Linked DNA regions of Mus musculus: region 1 is linked to region 2. The links are chromatin contacts, called in public HiChIP or PLAC-seq maps. All regions are on one chromosome and are shown on one strand. Each heading gives the region's core, a stretch centred on a gene start, on an enhancer-like site or on the middle of the called end of the contact. The rest is flanking DNA. Distances are from core to core; before and after follow the strand shown.

Region 1 (4,496 bases), core at 693-3,192, 260 kb before region 2:
CTTTTCAAGTAGTGGGACAAGGCATCGAAAAGTTCATTTTAGCTCCGTTGAGGAAAATAGGTGAGAATTAAACCCATGCTTCCTGATTCTTAGTCCTGGAACTGAGTTTGTATTAGGTGATTTAAAAAAAAAAAAAAAAAGCATGTTTGTTGTCTTATCAAAACCACATTAAACTGTGTACTAAGTGAGGCTTTACGTTTGTACTGCTATGTTACAAATAACGGAAAGTTTTCATTTAAAATGGTATGGGTCTACTCAAACCTAACTTTGGTACTGTTCCTGGTACTTTGTAACATTTACCCACTTTTGCTAGTTTGCCCAATAGATAACCTCTAGGGATGCCTCAGATGGGCAATACCCCAACCACTCTTGGCTTAGAAAACGCCCACTCACAATTCTGTTCTGACAGAGAATGTGGGATCTAGGTTTAAATCAGTGTGCCCAGAGCAGCCTGCACTTTTGACAGAGATAGAAAGGAAGTGATAAGCTCTTTACTACCACTTTAAAATTTTAATCCTTTTAATGGTGTGAAATTACAGTGTGATTTCTGAATTATGGAATTTACCATAAAGCTTTGTAATTGATTTGTACTTTCCAGCTTCCTAAATTAATAGTTGCACAGTGGGTGATAGTTTATATGCTATGTCGTAGCTGGCAAACTTCTTTCTGTTTGATAAGATTCCATCTGATCCTCAAAGTATATTTCTTTATTGTTTCCCTTTTGAACAACTTAATTAAATTGTAAAATATTTCTCTTTTAGGGCTTTTGCTTCAGGCATTCTAAAATGTAGAAATAGCTAGTTTGTAACTATCTCAACAAAGAGAGCTGGGCATAGGGACTATCCCACCCTGCCTGCTGTCTTGTCATTAGAGTTTGTATATGGCATTTTAGGATCTTCTTCCTGCACACATGTTCCATTGTGGACAGTCTGCAAACACTTGACTAGAGAAGCTCAAAGCCATGAAAAAAGAAAAATACAAATCTGAGAAACTGTTACAGCCAAAGGATCCTAAAGTCATAAATAAATCTATTGCTATGTCTCGGGTCAATGCTTACAACAGAAAAAGCAAGTGGGGAAGTCAGGCCCGGAGCTACAGAAAACAGAGCTGAGTACACTGTGGGCTTCATTCATAATTATGTATCAGTACTGGTTCCTGAATCTTTACAAACATAACTGAAGAATGTAAGATGCTAATGGGGAAAGTGCCTGCTCGGTACATGGAAATACCTTCTCAGTTTTTCTTTAAACCTAAGATTATTTCAAATAATGTCTAATGTAAATTATATCTCATCATTTTTAGAAACTTAGAATTATGTGGAATTTTAAATATCTGTAACAAAAATAATTCACTGCTAGTTAAACTACAATTTATAAGAAACATTTTCTAGCTTTTGTGTCTAAGGCTGATCTTTTCATGTGTACATTTGTCCAATCTTGTCAGAAATGTCACTCTAAAATACTAGTATGTGTTTCTCTTTGTAAGTCAAACTTAGCCATGAAAAAAATGCTAGAAAAATAAGTCTGACTTCTTTTCTTCCTCTGTACTTTTCAGAACACATATCTTATAGATACTCAAATGTGTTTTCATTTTCTTCTGGTTACTAAAAAGACTACTCAAACTTTGTGTTCATAACTTTAAGTTACAGGAAACTGTTTTGAGGATCCATCAGTTAGTTACACACAAGGTTAGTGTGATTTGTTTTTAGATGTTTCAAATGAGTCACCTCAAAGTCATGGAGAGGTTACCACTTACCACATCTTCTGTTCTGATTAACTTTTTTTCTTGGGACTGCGTTGTAAATCAGTAGTAACTTATTAAAGTTAGTGGTTGTTTTCAATGTTTCAGTATTACTTCACTTATTAGCCAGGGTGCTCCCTGTCCTTGGGACTGCGTTGGAAATCAGTAATAACTTATTAAAGTTAGTGCTTGTTCTCTGTTTCAGCACCATTTGGCTCAGGGTGCAACCTGTCAACTGTCTTGCAGTCATCTAGTGCAGTTCCAATGCATAAGGCCTTTGGCTGTAATAGACGAATTGAAAATAACCAATTAGAACAAAACAGTCCTCACTCTGCTGTAAGTTAATATTGTGGCCTCTCTGACCGTTGAACCTAATTTCATAATATAGCCATAAAATGTTATTTAACCTTTAAAATAGTTAAGAGATAGCTTTTTGAAAGTATTCTGTAGAAACAAAGTAGTTTTGAAGGCGAGAGAGCTTGGCTCTGCCTTTGTGTGCTACAATCTCTTCTTTGGTAGTTTTTTTCTCTGTGTCTGTAACATAAAAAATACTTTAAAAATGTAAGCTCTACACTTGCATCTAAGACTAAGCAACCTGTGTTGTGTCATGACCCTGCTAATACCACAGACCTTCTGTAATACTACTCCCAGAGAGAACCCACATCCTATGTATAACCTTAGATTTATTTTGAAATCTTTATGAAGAGAACATGGGGGAGATTACTAATTGTTTCTGTTATTTCCTTTAGGGTTGTATATTTATTTATAACAAGTGTTTTTAATTTTAGCCAACAGGACTAAAATAACAAGGTCTATTAAGTAATTATTTCAAATTCTAGAAGTAATATATAATTTTTTTCTTTTTTTAAAATTAGATATTTTTTTATTTACATTTCAAATGCTATCCCCTTTCCTAGTTTCCCTTCTGAAAACCCACTATCCCTTCCTCTCTCCCCCTGCTCACCAACCCACCCACTCCTGCTTTCTGGCCCTGTCAGTTCCCTATACTGGGACATATAACTTTCACAGGACCAAGGTCCTCTTCCTATAAAAATTTAAAAACCATGTTTTAGGTGAAAATTTTGCTTGTATGTCAGGTATCTGAAGAAAACTCAGGAAGGGGAGAGCCAGTGGACTCAGTAGCCAGCACATATATGTAATCTGGAAAGCAAACGTCAGAGTGGCCAGCACATCGTGCACTGTAGAATGCATGCTGACATGATGCTAGTAAACTGCTGCAAGTGTGCACACTGAAGACCTCATTCTCCTTTGAGACATGGTCTTGTATAGCCCAGGCTGGCTTTGGATTCAAAATCCTTATGTCTTGGCTTGAGTGCTGAATTCAGGCATGTGCCACCATGGCTATCTCTGAACATTTGTAAACCTATTTTATTAATCACTGCTTACATTTTCTTTCTATTTTAGATTTATTTTGTGTTCTTTTTGATTTTTTGTTTACTTTATTGCATGTGGGTGTGAATGTGGGTATGTGTACACCACAGTATGCTGCACATAGAGAACATGGAGCAACTTTGTGGACTCATTACTTCCCTCTTTTAGCGCAAAGTCAGGCTTTCCTACTTTTATTTGCTGAGCCATCTTGCCAGCCTTCTTGATGCATAGCTATAAAATTACTTTGAACAAAATGTTTTTATTTTGTTTTGATGGTGTGTATTTATGCATATATATAATATATATTTTAGTGTTAGAAATTGTACCAAGTTATGATTTTTTAAAAGATTTGTTGCTATGAGTACACTGTAGCGGTCTTCAGACACCCCAGAGGAGGGCCTGTACATATAAAAAAGGGGTATGGTACATGTGGGGACAGTCATTTCCAGCATAGCGACAGCTCCAGGGTGGTGATGTGATACTTAGACATCTTTTTTTTTTTTTAAGATTTTTTTTTAAAAAGAATTATTTATTTTATGTGTGTGAGTACATTTCTTCAGACACACCAGTAGAGGGTGTCAGATCTCATTACAGATGGTTGTGAGCCACCATGTGGTTGCTGGGAATTGAACTCAGGACCTTTGGAAGAGCAGTCAGTGCTCTTAACTGCTGAGCCATCTCCAACCCCAAGTTACGATGTTTTTAACAATTGATAATCTTTCCCATCAATAGAATAGTTAGTCTTTGGTATTCTCTGGATTCATACATATCTTTTAGAAAGAATAAATAGTTACAAGACATTAAATGGAAAAGAGCAAATTTGAAACAGTATTTTACTATTTAGTGTGTTAAAAGTATATTATTGGGGCCGGTGAGATGGCTCAGTGGGTAAGGGCACCCATCTGCTCTTCTGAAGGTCCAGAGTTCAAATCCCAGCAACCACATGGTGGCTCACAACCATCTGTAACGAGATCTGACTCCCTCTTCTGGTGTGTCTGAAGACAGCTACAGTGTACTTACATGTAATAAATAAATAAATCTTAAAAAAAAGAAGACTGTATGTTTAAAAAAAAAGTATATTATTATGGCTGTGTTTCATGAGCAGTTATGTTAAATATATGCATATGCACTTAATACATTTAAAAGCATGCACATGGTGGAGGCTGGAGAACTGGCTCAGCAGTTTGAGCACTTCTTGCTCTTCCAATGGAGTTTGGTTCCCAGCACCTGTATTGGGCAGTTCATCATACCTGGAAGTAACTACAACTCAATCCAGAAGGTACCAGCACACGTGTTGCATATGCAAATAGGAACATAAAATTTAATATTAAAATATACACATTTGTATGTGTAATGTATATATT
Region 2 (4,122 bases), core at 453-2,952:
TTCCAACATCTCCTAAGCTGCGCCATTCAAGCTTTTATCACTGCAAACTACTTTTACCAGTGTCTCTGCCTTTGTCGTTCAACTCATAATCTTACATACTGCTACCAAAGGGTTTTGTTGTTGTTGTTTTGAGATTCTACAAAGCACATGCTGCCTATGAACTTGTAAACACATGCACACACATAAACACAGGTGAAGAATTGAGGGGGACTGGCTGGCAAGAAGGGGACCAGCAGCAGTTGTGAAGGGGGTACAGACAGTGACTAGGATCACAGTACATTATATATTTGCATGAAGTTGTTAGAACGTTCTAAACTTGAAAGCGATGCTGGCTTCAGATTATGCTGCAGGAAAAAACCACTGAGTTTTGTAAAAGGACAAATTTTATGTTATATAAATTGTTTAATAATAAAGATTTTATTTAAAAAAAACCTTTTGATAGAATAGCCATTGTGAACTTAGTTAATTCTATTCAACATAACCCTTGTCTACTGAGAGTTAAACCCACGGAACTGAATGTATAATGGAAGCTTAGAAATTATAAGTTTAAACCGGGCGGTGGTGGCGGTGGCACATGCCTTTAATCCCAGCACTTGGGAGGTAGATGCAGGCGGATTTCTGAGTTCAAGGCCAGCCTGGTCTACAGAGTGAGTTCCAGGACAGCCAGGGCTATAAAGAGAAACCATGTCTGTCTTGCAAAAAAACAAAACAAAAAACCAACAACAACAACAACAACAAAAAAAAAACAAGAGAGAGAGAGATATTTTAAGTTTGCAGACTGTATTCCTAGATACTTCAAGATCTAACTCCAGCTTAGCTCTTCCTTTTTGTCTACTATCTCTCTTATCCATCCTGCACGCCAGTCCTCCGAGTACTGCTGAGTCTCAACTCATCCTTAAAAGTAGCATCAGGTGTTATCTAGATGCTCAAAGAAAGGGGATGAAAGACCTATCTATCTTCTCCAGACATTTCCTCATGGATCCAAACAATCCAACTCAAAATAAAAATCTTGGAAGTTTAAAAAAAATGAAGGCATTTTTTTGATTAGAAGTCTACAATCTCATGTAAACTAGGAATAAAAGCATCTTCAAAAAGTTTATATCCTTTTTGGTTTGCAAAAAACTAAGTAAAAATGACATACCTGTTATGTATGACACCAAGTCCCCAGCCTAAGGTACAGACTCAGACTCCAGCCTCAGCTCAGCTGGGGGCAGAACTTGTCAGTGATGCACCTCTAACCTCTTCTGGATGAGCTGTTTGTGTTTCTGACTCTGAACATGGACAGCTGGGATTTTACCATATGATACTAATTGGTTATTTTTCTTTGGTTTCTTCCATTCTGTCAGATGATCCAGAATAAAGAAAGAACACACACACATACACAGTTGTACACGTGTACACATATATTCAATTATAAGTTTCTGGGAGCAGTGATATGACTCAACAGATGAAGGTACTCGTCACCAAGTGTGACAACCTAAGCTTAATCTGCAGCACACATATGGTGGAAGAGACCCTGACTCCTGCAAGTTCTCCTCTGACTGCCACACTGTGCTGAGGACACTCTCACTCACAACAAATGAATGTTAAAAAAAATAAAATAAAAAGTACATTTCCTTCATAAGATGTAGTGAGAAGACTGTAGGAGCCAGAGGGAAGGATGACTGCAGGCAGGGGGCGCTCACGGTACAACAGGACACCTGCACACATGAACCACCCACAGCTATGACTGCACAGCAGATGAACTAACGTCTTTGAGCCAAGAGGAAGTCAGGAGGTATGGCCCCAAGATGAGTACCTACTGGCAACCGAGTCCTCTTGTCGGAGGGAGTGGCTCAGCCTCGGGCATTGGGTCCTCAAGAGGCTACCCATGCTCTGGTAAATGGCCCTGTACCCGTGTATACACAAGCATACAAAAGTGGACACTGAGTGAGCTCATGGATAACAAGGCCTCATTTGCTCTCTCTGTTCTTAACTTTTACTTCAAGCATTTCCTATGGACTTAGTGGCCTTTCGTGTTGGTAAAGAGCAGGGTGTGGGCCAATCTTTGTATGAAACGCTATGCACTTATAAACAGTGCATTTTTCATAACTGTATTGTTTATACATTTGCACTGAGTAACTATGAGTGTGTGCAAATTCTCTTTCTGAATCAGACACAATGTACATTCTGTGGGTTTAGGAGACAGGGGACAGACTGCTGTCTTCCTATCAGAATCTTCTCAGTGGACACTGTCACTGCTATATCCACTGGAAATGGCAGGAGTCACATCACGAAGTCAGCATTGTTGCTGGACATGGTTCCAGCAAAGAAAACCGGGCAGATGCTGCAATGGCTGTCCTGTCTCTCACGTTTGGGTTTTGGTCTCTGCGTGTTGCATTCTTGGTTACTTTATGCATTATGTTTCACTTTATGACTTTTCCTGAGAAAAGTCCTAAAGTAAACATTATCTGGCCCTTTAAAAAGTACGTTTATGTGTAAAGATGTATTTCACAGACCTGTTGCGACATTTCAATGTGTTGATGCCTATCTGAACCATGTAATGCAGTCTCTAACATACAGTTAGTGGCAGATAAACTTAACAGTTGCATGCATTTCTGTATCTGGCTACGGCTTCAGTCCATGAAGAGGTCCTGCTACAGAGTCCTGCAGCAAATAGTGGTAAGTGCATGTTCACAAAGCAGCTAGGAAAATTCGGGAAGTGCTCAAATTCCCTAAGTGGTCACCACTTAGGTAAGACGAATCTCCAGTGATCTGTCGGCAGAAGTGATATGTAACTGAGTATATTTTAAGGCTTAATAATTTAAGGGAGAGTCTTAAGACCCAAGGATGGGAAAGAAATATAATTTCAATTATAAACTTCTAAACCTCAGGGGAAGTTTACTGAAAGGAACATGTAAAACAACTTCACATTGAGAAAACAAAAGCCCACGTATGTCTTGGGAATGAATGAAGGTGCACTTTAATTGTCATCACATAGTCATTTCCATACTACAAATGTTTCAGTGTGTCAATGTTTGAAGGTGCACTTTGTCATCACATAGACATTTTCACACTACAAATGTTTCAGTGTGTCATTGTTTGTTCACAGCTCCATGAGAAAGAGTGTTCTGTGTGGTAGAAATAACAGCAAGTTGGAATTAAGAAATAATGCATTCTACCTCACGAGTAGGCTGTAGGACCTTTTCATTCTTATGGCCACAAAAGCCTTCCTTTACCATTTAAAGAGACTAGTCTAATCTTTAAATTTCTACCAAGCTTTAAGATATAAAGTATGTGTGTGTGTGTGTGTTCATATTTCAATGTTTTCCTTACATTCTCCTGCCCTACACTAGAAACCGAACTTTTTACTTAATTCTATTTTACCCTCTATTGAGTGCTTACATCCAATGCCTATTTATTTACCTGTTGAGCTGAGTATAACTAAGCCCCACATGAATGAGTAGTCCTGCAAGAGTGTCTAGCTTTTTAAAAAGGCATAGAACCAGGATCGGAGGGATGGCTCAGTGGGTAAAGGCACTCGCCACCAAGCCTGATGACCTGACTTCAGTCCCTGGGACTCCCGTGGTGGAAGGAGAGAGCTGACTCACAGGCTGTCCACTGACTTCCACGTGTGTGTTGTAGCACACATGCACATGCCTACCCACAAAATAAATTAATATAAAACACTTAAAACCTTTTTTAAAATTCATGAGAAACTTTTATGGTATAATAGATGAGTGCTTAAATGAAAACGTAATTGTTGTTTTGGGACAAATAGTTCTGTATTAACCTGGTTGTTATTTTCCCATCACCTTAAAGGGATCCTCATTAGCATCTAAGATCCTACTGCTCCTCTCTTGTAGCACTGATTATCTGGTTTTTTACAAAGCTACAGACTGAGAGAAATCTGACAGACAAAGGACATAAACAGACAAGAGGAAGCACACGCCCACACTAGGACTCACTCAGCTGCCTCATGCACGAATTTTGGTTAATGCTGTGTTAGCTCAGAGCAGTGCAGCTCCAAAGTATTCCTACCATGGCATGCAAGACAAAGTGACTGTTAGAGCCAGCCACAAACAAAACAGTTTCTACATGCCTTTGAAGAGAGGAAATAAATTCCTATCCCTGACATAAACA

The links. HiChIP or PLAC-seq counts read pairs in DNA pulled down with a chosen protein or histone mark.
Region 1: a contact with region 2 is called in a BATF HiChIP or PLAC-seq map of CD8 T cells, with 6 read pairs. The contact joins two enhancer-like sites. A contact is called at or near these places in 2 of 39 promoter capture datasets (the HPC-7 cell line and pre-B cells), 1 of 15 datasets of contacts at CTCF or cohesin (large pre-B cells), 3 of 484 Hi-C or Micro-C datasets (B cells, Th1 cells and pre-B cells) and 1 of 115 datasets of contacts at active chromatin or transcription factors (CD8 T cells).

Annotation. Positions count from the first base shown.
Region 1 is chr5:107,774,852-107,779,347 of GRCm38.p6, reverse strand. The region is part of intron 18 of Evi5 (ecotropic viral integration site 5); the gene reads left to right. Among named protein-coding and RNA genes, the nearest start is that of Gm42147, 36 kb to the right of the region's middle. Within about 2 kb of position 1,942, at least 26 of the 459 cell types and tissues checked have an H3K27ac peak or open chromatin away from gene starts, as enhancers often do. A contact at or near this core is called in CD8 T cells and Th1 cells, where this site is marked.
Region 2 is chr5:107,511,376-107,515,497 of GRCm38.p6, reverse strand. It overlaps Btbd8 (BTB (POZ) domain containing 8), which reads right to left. Exons shown (of 18, transcript NM_001378266.2): 18 at 2,938-4,122. Among named protein-coding and RNA genes, the nearest start is that of 1700028K03Rik, 21 kb to the left of the region's middle. Within about 2 kb of position 1,702, at least 31 of the 459 cell types and tissues checked have an H3K27ac peak or open chromatin away from gene starts, as enhancers often do. A contact at or near this core is called in CD8 T cells and Th1 cells, where this site is marked.